2 separate regions of the Ovis aries genome follow, and region 2 is linked to region 1. The links are chromatin contacts, called in public Hi-C maps. All regions are on one chromosome and are shown on one strand. The core of a region is the stretch at or near the end of the contact, and the rest is flanking DNA. Distances in the headings are between cores, read along the strand shown.

The links. Hi-C and Micro-C count contacts between places; a contact is called where the count stands out from the background.
Region 2: a contact with region 1 is called in a Hi-C map of hypothalamus, with 4 times the contacts expected there. The contact joins two enhancer-like sites. A contact is called at or near these places in 4 of 16 Hi-C or Micro-C datasets (hypothalamus, muscle and tail adipose tissue).

What each region holds. Positions count from the first base shown.
Region 1 is chr2:176,324,116-176,330,620 of ARS-UI_Ramb_v3.0, reverse strand. MGAT5 (alpha-1,6-mannosylglycoprotein 6-beta-N-acetylglucosaminyltransferase) reads left to right here. Exons shown (of 18, transcript XM_060410112.1): 14 at 4,810-4,956. Among named protein-coding and RNA genes, the nearest start is that of TMEM163, 330 kb to the right of the region's middle. Within about 2 kb of position 3,655, at least 12 of the 54 cell types and tissues checked have an H3K27ac peak or open chromatin away from gene starts, as enhancers often do. A contact at or near this core is called in hypothalamus, where this site is marked.
Region 2 is chr2:176,552,601-176,559,105 of ARS-UI_Ramb_v3.0, reverse strand. The region is part of intron 2 of MGAT5 (alpha-1,6-mannosylglycoprotein 6-beta-N-acetylglucosaminyltransferase); the gene reads left to right. Among named protein-coding and RNA genes, the nearest start is that of MGAT5, 130 kb to the left of the region's middle. Within about 2 kb of position 3,290, at least 8 of the 54 cell types and tissues checked have an H3K27ac peak or open chromatin away from gene starts, as enhancers often do. A contact at or near this core is called in hypothalamus, where this site is marked.

The DNA of each region.
Region 1 (6,505 bases), core at 2,406-4,905:
GTGGCCCATAGGGGTACCAAGTGGAACTTGGGTTTGAACTTAGTCAGTGTTCATTAAACACTGTATTCCAAGAACCAAACCTCGGAATACATCCTTTCTGTGAAATATCTCCTTGAATCCTCAGAGCAGCCCCATGAAATAAAGCACTATTACTTTCAACCATTTTACACATGAAGAGACAGGTTCAGAGAGCTTGTGTTACCTTGACTGAGACCTATAACTAGAGAAAATGCATTATCACTGGACCTCAGATAATCTGTGGAGAGAGGCGTATAACAGTTTCTCACAGTTACAGAGCTAGGAGATGATACAGTCAGGCTTAGAAACCTGGTCGGCCTGACTCCAGAGCTTGTATTCTTAATCACTTTGTTGTCCTGATCACTTTGCGTTGATAATCTATTTATTGGATAAACTGAGGTTGACTGGTTGCTCAGACTCCATCCTGAGTGGCTCCATCAACTTGGCTAATGAGAACAAGTCAGAAAAGTGTCTGCTGGGCATGCAGTCTCCTGGTTTGGGTTATCCTGGATATTCTACGGGAGAGAGAGCCTGGAAACTGACCACAGCCCTGGAATCTGCCTAATGACTACCTTTTGAAAAACAAACAGAAATTTTTTAAATTGGCGTGTGGTCGCATCACATTGTTGTATTAGTTTCTGCTGCTGCTGCTGCTGCCAAGCCGCTTCAGTCGTGTCCAACTCTGTGGGACCCCATAGACGGCAGCCACGAGGCTCCCCCGTCCCTGGGGTTCTCCAGGCAAGAACACTGGAGTGGGTACATCAGAGTAAATCAGCCGTGTGTATACATGTATTCCTCTTTTTTGAATTTCCTTCCTGTTTAGGTCACCAAGAGCACCAAGTAGAGTTCCCTGTACTATAGAGGAAGTTCTCATTAGTCATCTATTTTATACATAGTATTAATAGTGTATATATGTGAATCCCAATCTCCCAATTCTTCCCACCTCCCACCCCTTTGGTGTCCATATGCTTGTTCTCTATGTCCATGTCTCTATTTCTCTTTTGCAAATAAGTTCATCTGTACCATTTTTTTTTCTAGATTTCACATACATGCACTGATGTCTAAGAACTACCTTAATCTACTCTTAAGGGATTCTTTGTCAACTACTCCACTTAGGGGTTTAAAACAATTTCTTTCCTCCTTTCACACAGAGTGAAAATCTGAGTAGTTTAACTGAACTCTGTCGATACCTAGGGAATTCCCAGTCCTGGAGCTTCATCTGTTCTCTCTTCCTTAGTATTAGTTCAAAAGTTAAATTTTAGAGCATGTAATTTAGAGCTCTGTTTAGAAACGCTCATTGATGGAGTCAAGCTGCAGCCATGGAGATGTTCTGTCATCTGGAATATCCTCATTACAGTCTAGGCTTCTGAAGACAAGATGAAGTATCAATAAAACATGCTGCTTCCTCCTGAGTTGAGCCTTTGCACTTGAATGCATTCTTGCAGTGTCTCTCTTGTTCCTGTGCTAAGGAAATCTAAGTGGGCAGAATGATGGGGGAGTGGGGAATTGGGGGAAAAGCAATTCAGTGTGGTTAAGTGCCAGTGTGTGGCAAGACCATAAGCCCTCACAAGGTCACAGAATGCCCTTGGTGGTGACAAACTCTCTGCCTATCCTGTTGTCATTCAAACCTCAAGTATGCTATTTGACCTTAATACATCTGCTGCATTAGAACGTCACAGGTAATGAGGACACAGGAAGCAAGAAGAAAAGTTGTTTGTTGACAGAAGTGACAAAGAACTGTTGTTTTGGTGTTTGCAAGTAGTGCATTTCCTGCAATCCTAATTAGTGTGACGAAGACTCTTTGCCAAGAAGTTGTGTGGTATTTGCTTAAGATTCATTATGAACTGGTGAGGTTTTGGAGAGTTAGCCCAAAGTGTTTATTTTATGTGTACTGAGATACTCAGTTGCCAGCAGGGCAGAAGAGATGGTGCAAATTGTTATTCAGATATAATTAAACCTAGGTCACATTCGAGTCCATTAAGCAACAGCCTCAAATCCTTTTAATTAATGGGTTCAGATTGGTAGGTCTGAAGGAGCTAATTAAATTTCTTTTTCCAGGATTTTCTGTTTAAATAGACAAGCATTATGGTTCCTGCATTTCCTCCAAAGTTATTCTTTGTAGTTTAGTGTTGATGACAGTGTCAGCGCTTCATGGCAGGCCCTGCTTTTTCAGAGGTTAGGAAATACTATGGTCTCTGGTTAAACCAATGGAGACCCCTGTCTGCATCTTTCAGTATCTGGAAGCCCTGTGTTTCCTGAGTTCAGCCACAGCCTGATAGAGGTCCTCTTTTCCCTAGAGAGCCAGCACCTCCTCCCCTAAATCCGCCGGAGTGACAGATTGCAGAGATCAAAAGCCTTAAGGATAGTATCCCGGATTCTTCATGTTTAATGAAGCTGGGATGTCTCGGAACTAGATCTCCCACCCATTCCTTTGTTTCTTCTACTGTTGTCAGTTACACCCGCCCCCGGTCCCGCTAAGCCGCATGCACAGGCCATACCCTGTACACAGAAGTTCTTTCTGACAGTCTAACTCCTATTAGCTACATGTTGTGGTTCAGTCGCTCAGTTATGTCTGACTGTTTGGGACCCCATGGACTGCAGCATGCCAGGTTCCCTGTCCTTCACTATCTCCCAGAGTTTACTCAAACTCATGTCCATTGAGTCGGTGATGCCATCCAACCATTTCATCCTCTGTCATCCCCTTCTCCTCCTGCCCTCAATCTTTCCCGACATCAAGGTTTTATCCAGTGAGTTGGCTCTTCACATCAGGTGGCCAAAATATTGGAAATTCAGCTTCAGCGTCAGTCCTTCTAATGAATATTCAGGGTTGATTTCCTTTAGGATGGACAGGTTTGTCTCAAGAGTCTTCTCCAGCATCACCTTCAGAAGCATCAGTTCTTCGCTCCTCAGCTATCTTTTTGGTCCAGCTCTCACATCCACACGTGACTACTGGAAAAACCATAGCTTTGACTAGATGGACCTTTGTCGGCAAAGTGATCTCTCTGCTTTTTAATATGCTGTCTAAGTTTGTTATAGCTTTTCTTCCAAGGAGCAAGTGTCTTTTAATTTCAAGGCTGCAGTCACCATCCACAGTGATTTGGGAGCCCAAGAAAATAAGATCCAAAATCAGGGGCTCCAGATGGTGGGGGAGATGCCCTCATACCAGACAGCTTCTAGGTTCCAGCTGCCGTGTTTCCTTCCCCTCCGTGTCTCTGGTTCTTCTGCTCCAGAAGAAATGACCCCCACCAGCAGAGGGAGCTCAGCTGGCTTCTCAAAGCTTTTCCTCCGCAGTTCCTTCCCCTGTGGATATCTCTCAGAATCATCTCAAGGTCTACAAGATCTGAAAGGTTATTCTTCCAAAACAACAAAACACTTCAGTACGCTGTTCTGTGCAAAAGAACATACAGTTATAGGATGTCTCTGCAGAAAACCTGAGATTTTAGTTTCTTGCCCCAGAAAATTCCCTGCGGGGGCTTCCTGACTCTTCAGTATGGCCAACATGGGCCACGCTGGGTTAAGCCCTGGAATTGGGTGCCCAGCACATACATGCTTCATCTTCCAGTGTTGCCTGGGGAACCCAGCAGCTTGTACTCAGGGCTCTCTAGACAGAACCATTCCAAATCATCATTCAATTAAAGCTGCAGAGATAGGATGGCTGGGGAGAGGACCCAGGAAAAGAGAACCAGGCATCCAGCCACGTCCAAGCCAGCAGCTTCCTTCACTTTGGGGGCCTGGCCATGTGGTTGTTCCCCAATGTGATGGCAGAAGGAAAGGACGCTCTGGGGCCCAGTTGTGCTTTGCCACTGGACGTGCCTCAGAGACTGGAGAGGTTTCAGGAGCAGCTCCTTCATGTGGCTAGGGAGATCTCACGTGTCACCAAGCCCAGACTCAGACCCTTCCCGTCAGGAAGCACAGCCCCCCAGCGGTGTGAAACGCCCTGGGAGGCGGGTACACAGGGAGGCCTTTCTATGCGATGATGTTTCATTTCTGGTCCCACGAATCAGTGCCACTGAACTGCAGCAAGTCCCTTTTGTCACAGGGGCTCTGGGCCGCAGCGTTCTCTAACAAGGACTCTGAGATGTGTTTTTGCTGCCATCTGTTGTCTGCTGTGGGGACAACTCAGGGTGTACTTGATGGAGAGGGAAAGCCTTGCCCAGTCACAGCTCCGAACCCTCTCCCCACATCGAGAAGAAAATAAAAACCAAGATGTTGATGTCCCCCAGTGAAAACCCCATTATGAAAACCCATGTTTGCTGACCTCCCATCGCTTCCAAGCAGCTCCATGTGAACTGCAGTCACACTGCCGAGCGACCTTTCTGTCCCTGTGCCCAGCATCCCTGAAAGGGCCTGTTGTTCCTTTGGTTCAATGAAGAAACCTTCTGTTTAGTTAAGCAAGTGTTTTTCCAGTCATGTCTCCTGTTGCATTACAGAAAGATTATTGTGAAGTCTTGAGGTTTGTTGTTGTTATTCTTTGAATACCCCCACCTCCCTACCCCCTCAACTACCCACCCCCGACACTTACTCCTTTCCTTTTTTTTTTTTTTTTTTCTTCCACAAAGAAGTGAAATTCCTGATGACCTGAGCACCTGCCTGGGCCTTTAAAGGTCCCTGGTCTTGGTTTTCAGGTCCTCTTGTAAACTGGCTTCTCATCACCCCAGCTCGCCCGGGCCTTGGAACTTCCCAGCCTCAGAGATGTCTGCACAGGCATGGAGCCCAGAAGAGGCCCCTGGGAGCCAGGGACGCCAGTCCTGGTCGCTCTGTTTACGTGTGGTGTGTTTCTCTGTCTTACAGCTGTTTGTTGGGCTTGGGTTCCCGTACGAAGGCCCAGCTCCCCTGGAGGCCATCGCGAATGGATGTGCTTTTCTGAATCCCAAGTTCAACCCACCCAAAAGCAGCAAAAACACAGACTTTTTCATTGGCAAGCCAACTCTGAGAGAGGTAAGCATCTATAAAACGCATTCTACTTTCACTCGTATGAATGGTACCTCTTTATGGAGTGCAAGGAGCCCGTTTGAACCTCAGAGCCTTGGACGGTGGGTATTGCCAACTTCATTTCATGTACAGTAACTCCCCTACATACGCACCTTCAAGTTGTGAACTTTCAAAGATGCGAACGTATGTGCACTAATCAATCACATTAGTTCACGTGTCTGGGAGGCATCGCCATGTGCTTGCATCCTCTACAAGCGGTTGTGGTTCTGTGTACTTTGCAGTATTCTATTGAGTACAGTAGGACAGTACCTTTATTTCAAGCCCAGGATGTCCAGAAACAGGCATAAAAGCAGCAGTGATGTAGCTGGTACTTGCCTGTTCACTTGATGTCAGCCCCTCTATGCGAGCTGTTGCACTATGCTACTGTGCTTTCTAAGATACTGTACTGTAAGATTAAAAATGTTTTCTTTACTTTTTGTATTTGCTTTTACATATTATTTGTGTGAAAAGTATTATAAACCTATCACAGTACTACCGTATAGCCGATTGTGTTAGTTAGGGACCTCGGTTACCTTTGTTGAACTCAGAAACAAACTAGATTTTCGAATGTTCTCTCAGAATGGAACTCATTTGTATGTAGGGAACTTAATACAGTTGGGTGGAAGGAGGAGGGTGTACAGGGATTCAGACATGGATGGTTTGATTACATCCCCTCACTAGGTAGTTTCAGAGCCAAGATCCAGTCTAATTTCCATCCATCTACAAAATATAGGTTCCTTTCACCCTACCCCATCTCCATCTTAATTTGAACAGATATCTCCAGCCTTCTAATGGGCTGGACTCTTATTTTTCTGAATGATTAGTTTATGGAATAAAAAGAAAATTAACTGGTTAACAGGTTTGTTTTTTTTTTTAACTTTTTATTTTGTATTGTGATATAGGCAATTAAAAATGTGATAGTTTCAGGTAAACACCAAAGGGGCTCATGTATCCGTTCTCCCCCAGACTCCGCTCCCATCCAGGCTGCCACATAACATTGAGCAGAGTTCCATGTGCTATACAGGAGATCCTTATTGGTTATCCATTTTAAATATAGTCATGTGTACATGTCAATCCCAAACTCCGCAACTATCTCTTTCCTCCCTCCTTTCACTCGGAAGCCATAAGTTCATTCTATAAGTCTGTGAGTCTCTTTCTGTTTTGTGAATTCATTTGTAACATTTCTTCTTAGATTGCACATATAAGGGATGTCATAGAATATTTCTCCTTCTCTGACTTCCTTCACTCAGTGTGACCCTTTCTAGGTCCATCCATGTTGCTGCAAATAGCATTATTTCATTCTTTTTGGTGGCTGAGTAATATTCCATTGTATGTGTGTACCACATCTTTATCCATTCCTCTGTCAGTGGGCATTTAGATTGCTTCCATGTCTTGGCTATTGTAAACATTGCTACAGTGAACATTGGGGTGCATGTATCCTTTTGTATCATTAATGGGTATTTTTAAAGAACCTACTCTCTGTGATGAGCTTTGGGGAATAAAAAGTGGGCTGTGG
Region 2 (6,505 bases), core at 2,041-4,540, 230 kb before region 1:
ATGAAAGGAGCATAAGAGGGTGTCTCTCTGGCTTGTCGTTTCCTGCATTAGTGAGCAGGAGCCACCTGGCCTGTGATGTGAGGGTGGGGCCCGGGAGGCACCCCTGCAGGTGCCTGCAAATTCTTCCATGTACCGGGTAGGCTTTCATTCGTAATTTTAAGCTGATCTGTGATGGCTTAGGCTGCTCATCGTCCCCTCCCTCTTTTTTCTTAAGAGGGCATTTGATGGCTTTGGTAAGATTCTCTGCTGTTCTATGTGTGTGTGACTGTGATGCTGCCATGTTTTATTTTCTGCAGCAGCTATCTGTCCATGGTCCTCCTTATCTCTCTCTCTCCTTCAGTCCACTCTGTTCACTCCCTTTTCATCCAGGGAACTTTTTCTTTTCTCCTCCACGTAAATGTCACTCTGACTCCTCTCTGTGACTTGTAGCTGGGAGTTGGTCGTGGCCTCATTTCTCATTCTGATCCTGCTCTTTTTGGATTCTGCCAAATCTCTTTTGCATTTGTTTTTCACCTCCGCACTCTAGGCTGTCAGCAGTTCAGTGAGCCCTTTCCAAGCTCGTTTTTCCCCATTTGCTTTTTAATTAGTTTTCCTCTCCGCTTCTCCTCTGGTCCCCTCCATCCTACAGTCCTCTGTGGCTGAACAGAACAAGTCCCACCATCTCTTGCATGCTTTTAAGAAAATGTGGGTGGAGTAGTGGCCAGCACAGTTATTGTTTCCAGGCTGGTGGCTTTGTCTTGAAATTTGGGCTTTCATTCATTTGTCATCTCGCTCTGTAACAAGGCATGACACCTGTTTGCTGGCATTTTATGATCTGCAGAAAAGTTTCCAGAGGCAGGGACATGATATCTCCCATGGAGTATTTGTAGAAAAGGATTTGTTTAAAAATGAAGTGTTCTGAGTAAGTCTTAACCTGTTTGTTTGTTTGTTTGTTTTTTTAAAGTACAGCTTCTAGAAGACAGGGCACAGGCTTCCTTTTATAGATTCAGCACTGTCTATGAAACCTCTGAAATGTTAAATAACCTTTAGTGTCTGGGTATTTGGGAAGCAGAGAGTGTTCATAGCTTTTTTCAGATTCCCCTTGGATTCTGTGGGCCCCCAATATTTAGCTTTCCTGTGACAGAGGATGAGATGATTGGATGGTATCATCAACTTAGTGGACATGAGTTTGAGCGAACTCCAGGAGTTGGTGATGGACAGGGAGGCCTGGTATACTGCAGTCTGTGGGGTCGCAAAGAGTTGGACACGACTGAGTAAGTTAACAACAGAAGAGACTGGAAGTTAACAATGTATGATCTGGAAGAAAAGAATAGAGGCTGCAGGAGCATGTAGATACCTGTTTCTAGTGAGGATAAAGCCCTCACCAGGCATCTGGAGGTGCATGGCCCAGATCACCACAGCTGTGGCAGCCACACAAGGGGTGGTCTGGAAGGTGTTTGAAATTTGTTTTTGAAAGGTTTCTTCCCCCCACCCTATACTAATTTTTACCCATTAGGCATGACTGCTGATAGATTGTCAGAGCTTGAATGAAATAAAAGGGAAAGGTCGTTGCCTTAGGAATTTCCCATCGAAAGCACATCTCATCAGTTCTGCCCTCTGCTGCCTGTCACCCCAGCTCCTTACGGCATGGCGTAGGCTGCAAGGAACCAAGGCGGTTAGGGTCCTTGTTGGAGCTCTTAGATCCCCGTTGCTCAGAGACGCTCCACAAACTGGCAGTGTTGGCAACAGCTGGAAGCTTATCAGAAGTGCGGACTCTCGCAGCAGGAGATCATCATACTAAGTGAAGGAAGTCAGAATGAGAAAGACCAATACCAAATCACTTAGCACTTATTGAAAAGCATATCATTTCTATGTGGGATCTAAAATACAACATAAATGAACTTACATATGAGACAGGAACAGATTCACAGTCACAGAGAACAGACTTGTGTTTGTTAAGGGCTAGGAGAGGGAGGACTGGGATTTGGGACTAGCAGATGCAAACTATATTATATATAGGATGGTTAAACAACAAGGTCTGACTGTGTAGCACAGGGAACTGTATTCAGTATCCTGGGATAAACTATAATGGAAAATAATATAAAAAAGAATGTATATATGTATAATAGAGTCATTCTGCTGTATAGCAGAAGTTAGCACAACATTGTAAATCAATTTTAAAAAGGGAGCTTAGGATTGATGTGTACACACTGCTGTACTTGAAATGGATAACCAACAATATCCTACTGTATAGCACAAGGAACTCTGCTCAGTGTTATGTGGCAGCCTGGATGGGAGAGGAATTTGGGAGAGAATGGACACATATATATGTATGGCTGTGTCCCTTTGCTGTCCACCTGAAACTGTCACAGCATTGTTAATTGGCTATACTCCAATATAAACTAAAAAGTTAAAAAAAGTAAAGCAGAAGCAATATTGTAACACATTCAATTCAATAAAGACTTTAAAAAAATGATCCATAACAACAACAAAAAATCTTTAAAAAACTGAAAAATGTTATTCAATGCAAAAAGAAAAAAAAATGAATAAGTGCAGATGCTTGAGGCCCACAGACTCAGAATCTACAGAATAACCAGAGTCCTAGGTGATTCCCAGGCACATGAATGTTCAGGGAGCAAAGTTCTAGGCTCAGCCTGTTTCATGGGCAGCAGTCAAATCTCTCTGAGGCACTGTGTCATGGGCATGGCCCCTCCCTGCATCAGATGTGGTTCTGATTTTGTATCACTATTATGATAAATTCTAACACAAATATATATAAGCCACTTTGTGTTAGAATTTATCATAAAGTAAATATATATGTATCTGTAATATATATCTGCATGTGATTTGTTTGGTACTTTGCTGTGAGTGTTGAAGCAAATGTGTAGATCGGAAAAAGAATCCTTTTGACTACCTACTCATACCCACCGTAGGAAATCACTGTAGAAGGTTCTGGGGGTTCAAGCAGTAAGACCTTGATTCTGACTTTGAGGAGTCTGGTCCAGGAGGATAAACATTAAAAGAGTGATTTCATCTTGTAGTATATCTTGTGATTCATAAGAACCAGAGAAAAGAGTAGGTAGATTTTTGTCCTACTGCTGAGGTGTCATCCATCTCAGTAGATATTGATAGGTGGACAGCCCTATATGATAAAGTCATTTTTAGACTTTTACCAGAATCTGACCTCTTCTGGGAGCTTCTGTGATGCCTCCTCAAACTCTGACTGCATAGCACTTTTTATGTTTTCTAGCAAGTAGCTTAAATAGCCATTTGTTCAGTTACTGGTCAGCTGGTATGTAGCCCAAGAGAGAATGTTTGTCATTGAGTGCTTGTTCTGGACTCTGCCCCTTGGCTAAGGATCCCTACTTCCTATTCCGTGGAATGACTTCCCGATGTGACTTTTTGTCTTTGTGATCTCACACTGAAGGCATGTTATGTTTCAGCTGAATGCTTTTCCTTCTGAATTGCCTAGCTGGAAGCATGGTCACTAATCCCTATAGCTGAATTAACCCATTTGAAGATTTAGGAGGTAGATCTTGGCTTTCTCTCTCTCTTTTAAACTGGAAGAGTTTATTTAGAGAGATATACATTCTACAGGCAGAGTGTGGACCATCTCAGAAGGCTAAGAGACCATGAGAGAAACACATTCCGTAGAGTGTGAACTCACAGAAGGCTAGAGAGGCTTTGAGAGAAAGCATTCCACAGGGTGTGGAACATCTCAGAAGCCTAGAGAGGCACTGAGAGAAAGGCATTTGATAGGGTGTAGACTGTCTCAGAAAGCTAGAGGATCCTTGAGAGAAAGACATTCCACAGACAGAGTGCAGACCATCTCAGAAAATGAGAGTGGCCCTGAGAGGAAAAGTTTCCATAGAGTGTGGGCCATCTCAGAAGATAAGTGAGACCTTGCCCGCCTCTCTTGGTGCAAGATTAAGAGTTTTCCAGAAGAAAGAAGCAATGACCCTATAAAGTGTGTACTTTCTGTTGACAGATGTAGAACAAAAACTGCATCTGGGAAACCAGAGTGTTTGCCTCTTGCTGTGGTGGTTTTTTCTTTCTTTTTTTTTTTTAAATGAGAAACTCTTTATCTATATCCTTACTTGCTTTTCCACACTCCTTTGTTTTGGAATCACATAAACTTGGGATCAGTACTAGCTGGGTGAGCTTTGAAAGAGCAGTTGGCTAATTCTCTGAACATCATGTAAAGTGATGAGCAATTATTTCAAAAGGATAAGAATGAAATGAAATGCTGTGAACAGAGGGTCTAGCACAGTATTTGATACCAAGTGCCTAGTATCCAGCAGGCCCAGTTGCTGGTCACTGTGCCCCTGGCACTGTGTTGAAATATGCTTATGAATATGCTCTCCTTAGATCTTACAGTCATTTAGTATAAGACTTACATGCTAGGCAGGTAACAGATATATAACGAAGTCTGCATGGTTTCCATGGAAAATTGGAGGGCTATGCCCAACACTATTGCTAAAGTCCTCTCAGAGGAAAGGGTTTAGTGTGACCAGATAGTCCCATTTTTCAGGAGCTGCCAGAAAACTCAGTTTTTTTATATTAAATATCCCTGTTTTCCAAATGTTGTTAAGTCATTAAGGAAAAATGATTTCTTGTCTACTAAGGGTACATCCACAAGGTTTTGTTTGTGTCCTCCAAGACTCTGTTTCCCCAGTCCTGGATTTAGAAAAGCCAGAGGAACCAGAGATCTAAATTGCCCACATCCGTTGGATCATCAAAAAAGCAAGACAATTCCAGAAAAACATCTGCTTCATTGACTATACCAAAGCCTTTTACTATGTGGATCACAACAAACTGTGGAAAATTCTGCAAGAGATGGGAATATCAGATCACCTGACCTGCCTCCTGGGAAATCTGTATGCAGGTCAAGAAGCAACAGCTAGAACTGGACATGGAACAACAGACCACTTCCAAATTGGAAAAGAAGTACGTCAAGGCTCTTTATTGTCACCCTGCTTATTTAACTTGTATGTGGAGTACATCATGTGAAATGCCAGGCTGGATGAAGCACAAGCTGAAATTAGGATTGCCAGGAGAAACATCAATAACCTCAGATATGCAGATGACACCACCCTTATGGCAGAAAGCAAAGAAAAACTAAAGAGCCTCTTGATGAAAGTGAAAGAGGAGAGTGAACAAGTTGGCTTAAAACTCAGCATTCAGAAAACTAAGATCATGGCATCTGGTCCCATCGCTTCATGGGAAATAGATAGGGAAACAGTGGAAACAGTGTCAGACTTTATGTTTTGGGGCTCCAAAATCACTGCAGATGGTGATTGCAGCCATGAAGTTAAAAGACGCTTACTCCTTGGAAGGAAAGTTATGACCAACCTAGACAGCACATTAAAAAGCAGAGACATTACTTTGCCGACAAAGGTCTGTCTAGTCAAAGCTATGGTGTTTCCAGTAGTCATGTATGGATGTGAGAGTTGGACTATAAAGAAAGCTGAACACTGAAGAACTGATGCTTTTGAACTGTGGTGTTGGAGAAGACTCTTGAGAGTCCCCTGGACTGCAGGGAGATCAAACCAGTCAATCCTAAAGGAAATCAGTCCTGAATATTAGTTGGAAGGACTGATGCTGAAGCTGAAACTCCAATACTTTGGCCATCTGATGTGAAGAACTGACTCATTGGAAAAGACCCTGATGCTGGGAAAGATTGAAGGCAGGAGGAGAAGGGGACGACAGAATGTGAGATGGCTGGATGGCATCACCAACTCGATGGACATGAGTTTGAGCATGCTCCAGGAGTTGGTGATGGACAGGGAAGTCTGGCTTGCTGCAGTCCATGGGTTTGCAAAGAGTTGGAAACAACTGAGCGACTGAACTGAATAGCAAGAATGCGTTGTGCTAAGTGAAAGATGACCATCATAAAAGACCACATAATATAGGATTCTGTTTATATGAACCGTCTGCCATACGCACATCTATGGAGACAGAAAGTGAGTTAGTGATTGCCTAGAGCTGGGGGATGGGTAGAGGACTAGGAAGTGAACTGAAGGGTTTTCTTTTCAGAATGATGGAGATATTCTAAAATTGATTGATTTGATAGTTGCACAACTCTGTGGACATTCTAAAAACTTTGAATTGCACACTTTGAAAGAATGGATTGTATGGTATGTGAAGTATATGTCAATAAAGCTGTCACCAAAAACAGGTAACCTAGACAAATGATGGTCAGGTAAACCACATCCCTCAGTGGTGGGTGGTAAATGCTGCTGGTGTGTAAATGTACAGGTGCATTGTCCACAGGTCAGAGGAGTGTCATGAAGGGCTTTCTCTTTGGATGTCCTTTCACATAGAACTTTCCTTTTTAATTTGGAGACCATTTCTTTAAGGGAGATTATTGCAAAATTAACTGAATAACTGTATGATTTCTTAACAGGGCATTCCTCTCCTCTCTAGCTCTCCAGCATAGGAAGCAGTTTGGAGAACCAATGCATTGTCTGAACTTTTATTTCTCCTGGTTTTCCATTACTACTTAAGTGTTTAAGGTCTATTTTTA